Regions from separate parts of the Mus musculus genome. Here region 1 is linked to region 2. The links are chromatin contacts, called in public HiChIP or PLAC-seq maps. All regions are on one chromosome and are shown on one strand. Each heading gives the region's core, a stretch centred on a gene start, on an enhancer-like site or on the middle of the called end of the contact. The rest is flanking DNA. Distances are from core to core; before and after follow the strand shown.

Region 1 (6,638 bases), core at 1,735-4,234, 200 kb before region 2:
GCACAGCAGGTGTCGCTCACTGTGGAGAGGGTACATCCCATTTTCCACTTCCTTGAAAACTGCCCAGATAAAGAGACAACATCTGAATTCTCCTGTTTCGACCCCTACTAGGGTTGGAAGGGAAGTCACCATGCAGATAGGAAAACTAAGGCTTCTAAAGGTTTGCCAAGCATCCCACAGGGTAAATGGAATACTGGCCCAGAGGATGAGAGGGAGGGGGAGGGGAAGGGAGAGGGGGGGGGGAGAGAGAGAGAGGCCTGCTGGTCCAGCAGCACTGGAGGTTGCTTGGTGGAGTACTCACTCCCTCTAGCTATCACAGGACACCCCCTGGGCTCTACCTTCATTCAGCACTGATGCAAAGCCTGCCCTGCACTAGGAGCCAAGAGGAAAGCACCCTCCCACTGGGCAGGTGGATGGAGTCAAATGGCTGTTTCTCTTCTCTAACCAGATATCCCCCCCCCCCCCTCCAGCTGCTAATGCAGGAAGTAAGGAATTGACCCTGGAGCTCTCGGAACCCTGGCCTTCTGAGAGGGTGGTTTTAGCTGGTTCTGAGAAGATCTTTAGGGCATTACTGATCTTGTGGGACCCACCCTCCTCCTTCCTTAAAGCTCCTCTGCCCTCAGCCCTGGGTGAAGCGTCCAGATGCATTGTGGGAACTGTCTCCTAGGACAGACAAGTGGAGAGATAGCATCTCCTAGGTGATGCACCTAGGGGACCAGGACAACAGGTTTGCTGACCAAATGCCTCAAAGAGAAACTTAAGTGAGTTTACCCGGGAAGGGATGTGAGATGGCCCTTCCAGGCAGAGGGAGCTGGTCTGGTGCAGTGTGACAGTGAGGCCAGATGCCAAAGCTTACCAGTCAGTAGGTGGAGCACAGGGCCTGGGAACTACAGCTCCAGACCAAACCCAAGAGGGTGCTGGTTTGAGACCCTGCAGCTGGGCAAGCAAGACCTGCTGCTGTGATCAGGTCACATTCTGCTAGTCGCTCACCAAGAAACAAGATGACTTTCCTTGGGGCCATGCGATCCCCATTCGGATTTTGGAGTTTTGGCTACAGTGATAAATAACATCCTGTAGCATGGGCTCAGGAGCTGAGGGATGGTGAGAGCCCAGAAGATGTCCCGAGAACCGCTATTTTATCCTTAGAATGCCTGAGAGAGGGGACGGATTGGCAGGCACTCAGGGGAACCCTGACAAGTTACACCAAACTACTTAGTGGCTTAGAGACCTCCTATTCCTCTCCTGGGTCAGAGCCCCCCCCCCCCCCCCCCCCAGTCTCCCATCAGCCAGGACAATCACAGCTGTGGGCTGGAGTCATGTTTCTTCTTAGAGGCTGCACTCTAACTCATTAACTTAAGGCTAGGCCTGGATAGACATGGGCTGGATCAAACAGTTGGGCAGTTTAGCTCTGAGCTGAAGGGATCTTCTATTCCTATTGTTCCCAGGGGGGCAATCATCCTGTGTCACCAGAGAACAGCCAAGGCTATGACTGCCCAGTCAAGTGCACTGTCAATATTAGTAAAAAATTTAAGGACCTGCAAGGTAGCTTGCAAGAGGTCTAACTCCCAGGCTCCCGCCACTCCCCCCCCCCCCAAAACCCCCCAGAGCACAAACCCTATTCCCTGGAGTGAGGGCTAAGCAGCAGGGTTTTCTTTTTTTTGGGGGGGGGAGGGGTCCTCTCCCCTGGGAGAGTGCTTTGACCAGGGAAGTGTGGGAGGTGCTTGGCCATGCAATGGGCTGGCCCCTGTGTTTATCTTGAGAAAAGTGGAGGCTGTGGAGGTGGAGGGAGGTCGTTCAGAGCCAGGTGGAAGCATTTGCCTGGAATTACAAGTGTGGGCTGAGAGAAATAAATGGGCTGGTGTTCAATAAAAAACGTCCACCTCGGCAGAGCTGGGGTACCAGTGAGGCTCTGCCAAAGCAACTCCAACCCAGAGCCCCTGGTGCCCCACTTTTGGAGATGCTGGCTGTGTTTGACTTCCATATGACTCCTAATGGTCTGTCTGTCCGGTTCAGTCCTTTGGGACTCCAACAAGGGAGTGGAATGGGGAGGGGGAAACACTTTGTTAAACCGAAGGAGGGCTTTGGGCAGGCAGTAAAGTGTTTACAAAGTAGGAATCCCTTCAGCATCTTTGGGTGTCCTTATCGAAGGCCTTTATATACAAGGCTCACATCCCTCCCCTGGTGGCAGGCCTGTGGGCTGTGGCAGGCACTGCCCAGTGATCTATGTCTTTAGGCCTTCAGCCCCAGCCAGGTCTTTGTTCAGACCAGGAAGCAAAAGGGGGAAAGCTCCATTTCTCTCTGAAAGGGAGAACAGGGGAGGCAGCTAGAGAAGGGGGAGAGATTCCCACACCTGTGTGTGTAGGGCGGGGTTAGGGACAAGAGAAAGAGATGTGTTGTGATTAAGGTCGGCTGTGCTGGACTGCTGACTAGATGATAGGGGATGAGGAAAGAGGGAGGGAAAGGGAGAGAGAAAGAAAGAGAAAGGGAGAATATGAATATACGAGAGAATTTTAGGGTGTGCAGGAGACCCTTCAACAGCTGTCCCCAGCTTTGCGAAGCATCCCCCTCCCGCAATTCACAGCCCTGTAGCGTCCGGAGTTGATCGGGCCTCTCCCTCCCCCTGCCTGCTCGCACTGCCCCCCCCCCCCCCAGTCACCTGTTCTCCCACCCTTACTTCAAAGGCTGTTCCAGGTTTCTCTCCTCCCCCCATCGCCTCGTACCTGCGCCCCCGCAGGGTAGCCTGAAAGCGATGCTCAGCTGGGTGGTGTGGCGCGGGGCGAAGAGGCGAATACCCCGCAGATCCTGTGTGTGCAAGAGCGATGTGTGTACGCGCTTGAGTGCGCGAGCGGCCCCGAGCCGGCCAGCCCGGGAGAGGGTGCGTGGGGGAGCCCGCGAGTGGCAGCCGCGGGCGTGTGCCAGGCGCGGGCGGGCGTGCGCGCGAGGGTGTGTGTGCGTGGCCGAGGCGGAGCGCCCGGGCGGGCGGCGGCGACGGCGGCGGCGTTAGGACTCTGGGGACACCGCCCCCCGGCCCCCGCGTCCCGCCCCCGCCCAGCCTCGCGCCTCAGTTCGCGCCGCGCCTGGGCTCGGAGCGCAGCGGCGCCGGCTCCCGCAGCCGGAGAGGAGCCAGCCCCGGGAGCCCAGCGGCGCGCACTGCCTGCAGCCGCGCTGGCGATGCGGGGCCGCCCCGCGCCCGCCCGAGTCCCGGCCCCGGCGCCCTCGGGAAGGGGCTGAGCCGCTTGCCGCCCGGATGGGGAGCCTTGGCGGGCTCGCCCTCTGCCTGCTCCGGCTCCTGCTCCTGGGGCTGCAGCGGCCGCCGTTGCCCGGCGCCGGAGCGCAGAGCGCCGCAGGTGAGTGCGCCCGCCGGGCTCCCCGGGCCCCTTCGCTCTCCCCAGCCCTGGGAGGAGAAAGTTGGGTCCCGTGGCCAGGGGATGCCGGGGCCCGGTGGGAGTCCCGTCCCAACCTCCGGACGCAGCTGCTGTGTCCAGGCGTGCCCAGTCCCGCTCCAGGTCCCCCCCTGGCCCCTCGTCGCCTTACTTTCCTGCCGCTTCCCCCCCACCCCCGGGCGGGAGTAACTTTGCGCGGCTGTTGCGAATATTTCCACTTGCTGCCTCCCACTTGTCGGAACCTGTCACTCGAGTGTTTCGGGGTGGAGGGAGGAGGCGCCGCTTCTCGCCCGGCGCGGAGCACTGTCACCCGGGCAGCTTCCTGGGCTGCGCGCTCTTGGAGTGGGGAGCACAGGTCCCTAGCAGGCCCAGGCTGCCAGGGCGGTGGCTTTTCCTTTCTCCTGGGAGACACTGAAGATCATCCAGTGTTGTTCTAAACACGCCGCTCCCCTTAGCGAGCCCTTAGCAGCTGGGACTTCCCATGGGAGTGTTCTTGTGAATGACCCACTCGGCTAAACCCTCACCTCACCTCGTGGCTCTGTCCAGAGTAATGGGTACCCTGCTAAGGCCCTTTAAGTGCAGTGGCTTTGATCAGTGAGCTAGTGGGCTTCTGAAAACTTCGGGACACTCGTCTTTCGGCTTGCCCATGGGCAGGTAGCTAGTTCCCCAGAGTGTGTCTAGTGTCTTCTTAGTGGCGACTGAGCTGAAGAGACCACTACCGAGGGTCTCTCTCATCACTAAAACCCCACTGGTAGGGCTTCCTTCCGTGAGTCCCTTAAAGAGGGAAGGAGAGGTGGGGAGGGATACCTCCAAGTTCAAAATCACCTCGAAGTTTCTTAGCACCTTTGGTTTAGGAGTGACCACACTGAGCTGCTGTCGCTGGTCGGGGTCGGGGGCGGGGGGCACGTTGAGGCATGTCAGCGGAACTTAGGAAAGGGTTCTTTTTGGATTGCTAAGCAACAGCTGTGCTCACATAAGAAATCAGGGGAGGAAGAAAGGGAAAGAAAGGCAGTGAGCCTGATGGAAGTCTCTAAACAGGCTGCTTTTGAGAGGAAGAACCGCCGGAGTGACATTCCGTTAGAAATGTCTTAGGTTTTCTTCCCTGACTTGATGTTAAAATGGAAACTGGACACAGGATGTATGGGAAGGAACAGCTTGTTTTCGTGCCAGCGAAGTTGAGCAAGGAGGCCACTCTTTTTGAGGTGTCTGAAGCTGAAAGGCTGGGACAAGAGGGGGAGAAAAGAGACGGCCGCAACATCATTCTGAAGATGCTTCAAGGCTCTTGTTTCCCTCGCTTTGGGGTCTGCGTTAGGTGTGCTGTGTCAGGAAGCTGGCAGGAGGGTGCTTGAGGCAGTCCTGGGGACCCGGGTATGACTTATGATTCTAATCTTTACTGTCTTCTAAGGCTTGGCGGGACATTCATACGTTAATAGTACTCACGTTCCCGCAGCAGAAACCGGATCAAACACGTCCCACAGACCTTTTTTGGGTAGCAGCTGTAAACCCAGAACCTGCTCCAGAAAGCTGTCCAGGGCTGAAACGCACGCCGGTTCCGCATGTTACCGCAAGGTGGCGCTCGCTCACAGCTGTTAAATGCAAATCGAGCCGCTTTCATCTCAGGGATAGAACTTCGGTTCAATTTTTAAATGAGTAATGTGTTTATTCAGCAGCCTTTTGTTAAAACATTTAGAGAAGTGTGAGGAGGAAGCACCTTTTCTTTGTTTGCTGCTCGGAACACACCGGGAAGAAAAGCAATCCTGGAGTACAGTTTGGGAAGAAATCGACTGCGAAGGCGCCATATGTTTCCTTTGGTTCTACCTGGGCCCATAGCTTTTGCAAAGCTACAATAGCATATATTTAGCAAGCGGCTGCGTTGTTCCCGGCTCCTTAAAGGAGTAGGATTAGCTTGTCTTGGTGACTTGGTGCGTTCTAAGCTCCGCTCATTTATAGAAATGGGCATCTTTTTTTTTTCTATACCTAGCTCATTATCGCTCTACTTTAATGCTAACTAGATCGTTTAAACTGGATTCTTCCGGGGCTTTCCTTATGAACATCTGTAATTGTCGACGCGTTAATCCTGCAACTGTTGACTTGTTAAAACGGACTTCTCTTCTTATTTTATTCCTCATTGTGGTATTGTCAGAATCCAAATTTGTTATAAGTATGATTATAGTTTGGGTCTCTTTTGAAAAAGCTTATTTTAAACTTTCTGCAAGTCTGAGTAAATAATGCATTTTAAAACTCAGTAGTGTGTTCTCCATATTCCTTTGATCTGAAGATTCCCCGGTCTCGGAAGCAATTTCAATTTGTGAGCTTACATCTAGGACATTGAGGGCTGATGGGCTTTGCTGTGACTGTTGGTCACAGTGTCCAAAAGTCGGAGTCAGAAGCTGTCATCAAAGGCAATTTCCCCCTACCTTACTCTACCCTGTGTTTCATGAGCCACTACATTTTTTTTTTTTTTGGCGAGGGATTATAGTAAAAGAAAAAAAGTGCTTTGATAATAGTTGGTAAACAGAACACATGATTTGGGAATGAGGGAAGGCTATGGCTACGTAATTAGATACGGGATAATTAGTCTATTTATCAGTGGGTTTCAGTATTACAAGTTAAAGCCAAATCTTGACAGGGACCGACTCTGGGTGGCAGTTGTAAGCAATGTAGTCATTTAACTCAATAATTGCTGCCAGATACCTCTGGGGAGCTGTTCCCACTACAGTTGCATTTTACTTTCTGTCCTGGATTGCTTGATTTGTTTCCTAATAACAGAACAATTAATGTGGAGACCTGGCTTTGATTCTGTTCCAGCAACAACAACAAACATGAAATAAATAGAGACCTCCGTCTTGGGTTACAGTCTGTACCTTTCTCTTCTGTTTCAGTTCCTTCTTGTTTATCCTAAGCACATTTCCACAGGCTTCAGGCTGCCAGCAGAGATGGCTTCTCTTGTAGTGTTATAACTGTCACCTTACAGAGCCATGATCAGAGGATATTACAGCATCGTTCTCTTAAGCACGGGATACTCCCATGACTCTCTGACTGCGTGTTGCTGTGGAAACAAGAGCATTGCTATGTAGGCAGTGGTCCTTGATAAATATTTATCGATGGTGATGAAGAGATGGTGGAGCCTCACAGTAACCAGGATGGGGAAGGAGTATCGTGTTTGGGAGGCAGCGTGGCTTGGAGAAAAGCACTGGAGCTCAATGTTCTTGGTTTGAATCTCACCTCTGCCTTTGGTACTGGCTGTGCCACATT
Region 2 (6,010 bases), core at 593-3,092:
TTTAAAGTAAGGACTTTTATTGCTTCATAGTCATAGACAGGGACCCCAAGATTCAGGGAAGCTAAAGGGGGTGTGTTCACACAGTTGGGATTGACTCTGAGAAAACTGCATGGAGATGAATTTAAATATCAAGGCTGACTTGGCAGGAGAGAGGCCAAGCTGGTCCTGGTGAAACAGAGGGCTGGGCCTGGAGGGTTGGAGGTCTGGAGAGGGGATCACACAAGTGTTCTTTGTTCACTAATTGGCCTTTGCAAAGGAAAAGTAAATGTTCTTATAATTTAAGAACAGCAGAGCATTTTAAGAGTTCAATCAAGGCACCCTGAGTTAGACTTTAACCTTCCCACGGAGGCATTGCCCCTCGCCTCCCAGCTAGCATCTTGCTATATAGCCTGGGATCCTGCCTTAGCCTCATGGGTGCTGAGTGCCAGGAACATGTCACCATGCCTGGTTGGCTGGCTGGCTTTCTCTCTCTCTCTCTCTCTCTCTCTCTCTCTCTCTCTCTCCCTGCCTTCCTCTCTGCTTCCTTTCTTCTCTCTCTCCCTACCCCTCTCTCCCTCCCTCCCTTTCTCCCCCCTCCTCTCTGTCTCTCTGTCTCTCTCTCCAAGGTTTGACTCATCCTAGGCTGTCCTTAACCTCACTCACCTTACTCTATATCTGAGGATGACCTTGCTGTGACCCTCCAGATCCTGCTCCCTAGTATTGCGCAGTGTGTACCACCCACCGGGTTCATGTGTCATTGGCTGGGGTCAGATGCAGGATTTCCTACATGCTAAGTAAGTACTCTACCAGCTGACCTGCATGAAGCTTCTGTTTCAATGAGATCTTATCCAGGTCCCCAGAGAAGGACATTTCTAGTCTATATCTATTCTATATTCATTGGGGTTCACTAAAGGAATAAGTCTGATAGAATAAAAATTATCTATATTTATGTATCTATATACATATCTATCTATCTATCTATCTATCTATCTATCTATCTATCTATCTATCTATCTATCTATCTATCTAGTGTGTGTGTATGTTTTCTTAAGAATGACCTACAGACTGTGGTCCGGCTAGTCCACAGTAGCTGTTACCCAGTGGAAAGGGCAAGGTCTGATAGTTGTTTAGTTTATGAGATTCTGTGTCTCAGCTGGTCTTCAGTCTATGCAGGAATCCCTAAGAGGTGGATTCTAAAACTGGTGAAGGACTGCCTCAGCAGCAGGATGAATGACCTCGCCAGCCTGAGTGAGGGCAAGCAGGCAAGAAGCAAAGCTTCCTTCTTCCGTGTTCTTTATGAGGGCTGGGCTACCAGAAGGTATGGCCCAGATTTAGGATGGGTCTTCCCACCTCAAATGGCGGAATAGAGAAATCCCTCATGGGAGATCAGCTGCTTGGGTTTTAATTGATTCCAAATGTGGTCAAATTAACACCAAACATTAGCAGTCACAGAGCAGGCAATTGTCGTACATGTTAAATGGGCAGAGAAAGCATTTGCATTTATAAGTATCCTACACTAAAGTTCTCTAAGAAAGTGGGGAGCACAGCAGTGAGGAAGAAGTTTGTGTGAAGGTTCATTAGTTGAGTGGATCAATGTGGTCATCTTAGAACAGTAATTGAGACCCAGGACCTACCTGATGCACCAACGCACACTTCTGCTCTGATTTCTAGTGGCTTCCTGCAGATCTGGCTGCGTTTGGGAGAGATGGGGCTGTCACTCACCACTCACCGTTTAGCAGTAGCTTCTAGAAAGTCTGTCCCATTTGAATAACACGATATTTAACATGCCTATGGGTCTTACAAAGCTGCAGATGCAGCATATAGTTAAAAACAGATCTTAAAATACGCTGTGGAATTCTGAGTCTGCAATGTCAGGGCTGGGAGGGCCCAAGAGTCCGCATTCGTCTAGTCCCTTGGCTGAGCAAGTGAGAACTAAGGTCTTGTCCAAGGTCACACAGACTGGGCTGGATCGGAGGCTGTACCCCGGACTCCCAACTCCTGTTTCCAGTGCCAAGTTCTTCCCACCCCATCTCCAAGGCTTCAAGGCAGTGGTTGCTCCTGTTTTCCTTTCTTTTCTCCTCCTTTCCTTTCTTTTTAAAGGCTCAGTGGCAGCTACTGCTCTAAGGCAGAAAATGTATTCATTTAAATGACTTCGTTTGGAAATAGAAGCTTGAATAATGATGTTACCATTTATAATTGCTCTGATTAACCACACCACCGTTTTGCAGTTTAGAATAAAAAAAGCCTCATTTCCTTTGTGATGTGAATTTTAATTGCTTTCTCTCAGGAAGACCCCTTCAGGCAGAATTGTATGCTTCTCAGTTTCCAGAACATCAGAAAGACCCCTCTGTGTCTTGGCCTGTGTCAGACCTGTGTGCTTGGCCAAGGCTGAGCATAGGCATAGGGAGATGTTCATGAAATACCCAGTGGGTGGAGATTCTGGGAGAGATGCTGTTGAGTCTCACCTTTCAACCTACGCGTGATACTTCCCAGGGGGATCATAGCATCAGGGGGTCCCACAAAGCCCAGACTAGAGACCTGGGATAAGGGGATTTGAGACTTTTCTAAGGGTGTTTAAAGCTCCTGTAGATGTCATCCTTAAGATTATATACAGGGCAAGATCATCCATAATTCATCTGCCAGTGAACCCGTCTATGTCTTCTCATGTGGCTTTTTCTGTTCTTTTCTTTTTAATCTTTAAGACATTTCAGTTGTTGTTTGACATTTCACCCATACAAAATCAGAATTAGCCCAATGCAGTGAGGAAAGACAAAGGTTTAAGAAAATATAGGTGCATATTTATTTGATCTTGGGTAGAAGCAAGGGATTTCTGACTATAAAAGCCAGGAAATAAATTACAAGGTTATATAGGGTGATGGATTTCGTGACACAGAAGTCAGAAATATTTGTAAGTAAAAATGCAGTCACACAAAAGTTAAAAAGAGAGCAACCCCAGGAAAATATTTATAACACAGAAGATTCACAATAGTTAACCGTTTTTAGTATATAAAGAACAGTAATAAATAGCTGAGAGTCTAGTGTGGAGAAGAGTGTGAACTGACAACCCATGTGAGAAAGATTGCCAGTCAGTAAAAACCTGGGGAATAAAAACCAACAACCCAGCTTTACAACTGGGATGTAAACTTAAAAAGACAGAACGGGCCTGAAGAGACGGCTCAGCCTATAGAGTGCAGGCCTTGCAAGCACAGAGACCCGAGTTCAATCCCCAGAACCCACGATCAAAGCGGCTGATCATCTTACCTTGCATTTACTATCCTGATGCTGGGGAAGTAGAGTTAGGTAGAACCCAGGGGCTCTCTGGCTAGTCAGGGTAGCTAAATGGAAGTGCTCCAGGCCAAGCCAATGAGATATCTTGTCTACAAAAACATAATAGCACCTGAGGTTGTCTTCTGGCCTCCATGTGGTTGTGCATCCACATATGTATGTGAACCAACACACATGTGAACCTACGCATAGACATAAGCACATAGAGAGACAGACAGACACACACAGAATTATTTTCTCTATTTACAGTGTTAATAACTTAAACAGTGATATGGTTGGGACTGAGGTGATGTGGTTGTCAGCATTGTAAGCGCCCATGATGCTTCTGGAGTGCAGTATCATAGTTATATAGTCTTAACAATAGGGCACATCCAAGGGATGTGTGACAAGGATGGTCACTGCGGGCACATCCCAGTCCTCAAGCATGTAGTCAGTATAGGTCAATGACTTCTGTGGGGCTTCTTGATGCAACTATTCTTGAGAAATAGGAGGACTGGTGTGACTCTGCTGGGGGAGAGTGTGTCCTGCTAGTTCCCAAGGTATTATATTATAATATATCAATATAGTCCACTGCTGTGCTTCTATGATCATTATCAACTATGCTGCTATGTTTCTATGATCATAACTGTGTATACTGTGCTGTCATGTGATTGGCGCCAAAATCTGCACCACCACCACTACACACGAGGATACCGTATTATGCCTCGGTGTAACAGGTGCCCACGTTGTACCTGTGGGATAGTCTCAGGTGCAGTGTAAGCTTTGGTGCATCTGCTATGGAGTGTGTTGTTAACTGGAATGTCACATGACCATCTGGTTTTAGAAATTAAAGGGTACATATACACTGACCCTTTAATTTCATCTCCAGAAATTGATTACTTTTAGAAACTAATTAGGGACACTTATACAAGGTAATGTAAAATTGTTTTATGATATCATTTATGATGGAAAAATGAGGAAACAAAATTAAAATATCTAGAAATAAAGAATGCCAAAAATCATTCTAATGGTTTCATTTTATAGTTGTAAAATGAAAGGATCAGATCACGTAATATTGAATAATGTGATCTTACAAAAAGAAACGTCACACTATGCTTAGTTGAAAAATTAACAGGTCCTGGGGTACAGGCCTATAATTCCACTGGTTTGAGGAACCAAGGAAAGATGATCATGAGTTCAAGCCCCGCCTGGACAACTTAGTGAGACCTGTCTCAATTCACAAAAGTAAAATATGGCTAAGAATGGAGCTCATTGTAGTGTATGTACATGCATGTGTGCACGCGTGCACGCGCGCACACATACACATACACACACATGCTTAGTGAATTCTCTTTTAGATGAAATATTTATGTTTTTTTTAAGGAAACATAAGCATATATAACTTAATAGAAGGAAAGAAAGCTAAGATTTATGACTTCTGTTCCCTGGATGGTAGATTATATGTAACTGCTTGGAAGGAACTTGCAACCTATTTTGCATATTTGCTAAAGCAAATACTTTTCAGTTAGGGAGTCTAATAAAGGATAAAATAAAAACAAATGTTAGTGAAAGTGAAAGAGTAAGCTTGGGCTAGACGCATCTGCGTGGAAAGAACCCGAGACGTCCTAGACGAGCAAAGACATTGACCTTGTTGGCACTTTTGAATCTATTTTTGAAATGCTTGCAAGTACAGGTTCTTGCAAGATTGTTCTGAGGATGAATTCAGAGTACAAGAAAAGAGTGGGACTGAAAAGACTCAGTAAATATTGCTAGAATCTTCTGTTCCCTTCTTAGTCTTGTATAAAATGACTGATTTGGATCTGCTGATCTTAAATGGCCTTCAAAGTTGCTCCTGCAATTTTCTCTTTATTCTATGTGACCACAGCCTCTTGTTTGATTCTCCCAAAATGAAGGCTATCAGGCTGGCTGTCAAGGCTAAATCAGTTGCTATGATAAAATGTTTGAATGTGTATATTTATATTACATCATATATAACCTTCTCAAAAGCTACGTATAGGTATTTCCTTTCTGTCTCTTCTTTCTTACCATTGTGACAGAGTATTCTAAAATTCCCAGAGGCGGTAAAGTTATAATCAAACAGTTATGTGCATACCTTGTCAGTGGACATACAACTCATGTAGCTTTTGTTAGGAAGGCTGGCAAAGTAGCTCAGTGAGTAAATACACGTGCTTCCAAGCCTAAAAACCTCACTTCAATCCCTGAGACTTAACTATCACAGGAATAGAGGCATGCGTGTGGTTACAAGAACACATACATACATCAAACATAATGTATACATACACACAATAAATAAATGATTATTTTCAAAAAAAATTGAAAGCATCTTCATGTATTTTCACTCAACAATCTCATTGAAAGTAATATTCTAAGAGGTAAAGAAGATGTGTGTCATAGTTTCTCAACAATGAGTTCTAGCTCTGTCCTTTCTAGGGTTTTGGGGGAATAATACAGAAACTTAGTTGCTTGTATTCATGAAACCCTTGTATTTAGAGCCTCTTTGGCAAGGGACCCAAGCTGGTCCATCCAGAGGATTGCAGTGCGATGGCTTCACATCCCTGATACAGTTGTCTGTCTCCTTTGTCTAGATGGAAGTATCCAGAGGACTTCATTTATATTCATAAACTTGGATTTACATCTGAACATTGACAGGAAACTGACATGTGAACTTGACTAATATGTGTTCCTTCTTTGGGCATGCATTTTCTCGTCTGTAAAATGGGTCTGCTCACACTTCCTTTGCAAGGAT

Evidence for each region. HiChIP or PLAC-seq counts read pairs in DNA pulled down with a chosen protein or histone mark.
Region 1: a contact with region 2 is called in an H3K4me3 HiChIP or PLAC-seq map of forebrain, with 2.9 times the contacts expected there. The contact joins the promoter of 9430021M05Rik here to the enhancer-like site in region 2. A contact is called at or near these places in 6 of 39 promoter capture datasets (cranial neural crest, embryonic stem cells, hippocampal neurons and 2 more), 5 of 484 Hi-C or Micro-C datasets (cortical glia, embryonic stem cells and nephron progenitors) and 6 of 115 datasets of contacts at active chromatin or transcription factors (astrocytes, embryonic forebrain, embryonic stem cells and 1 more).

The regions. Positions count from the first base shown.
Region 1 is chr2:162,657,509-162,664,146 of GRCm38.p6, reverse strand. It overlaps 9430021M05Rik (RIKEN cDNA 9430021M05 gene), which reads right to left and starts at 2,984. Exons shown (of 4, transcript NR_033569.1): 1 at 2,721-2,984; 2 at 2,351-2,426. Ptprt (protein tyrosine phosphatase, receptor type, T) reads left to right here and starts at 3,000. Exons shown (of 31, transcript NM_001291150.1): 1 at 3,000-3,347. The coding sequence starts at 3,248.
Region 2 is chr2:162,454,618-162,460,627 of GRCm38.p6, reverse strand. All of the region lies in intron 1 of Ptprt (protein tyrosine phosphatase, receptor type, T), which reads left to right. Among named protein-coding and RNA genes, the nearest start is that of Gm46774, 40 kb to the left of the region's middle. Within about 2 kb of position 1,842, at least 9 of the 459 cell types and tissues checked have an H3K27ac peak or open chromatin away from gene starts, as enhancers often do. A contact at or near this core is called in cortical glia and forebrain, where this site is marked.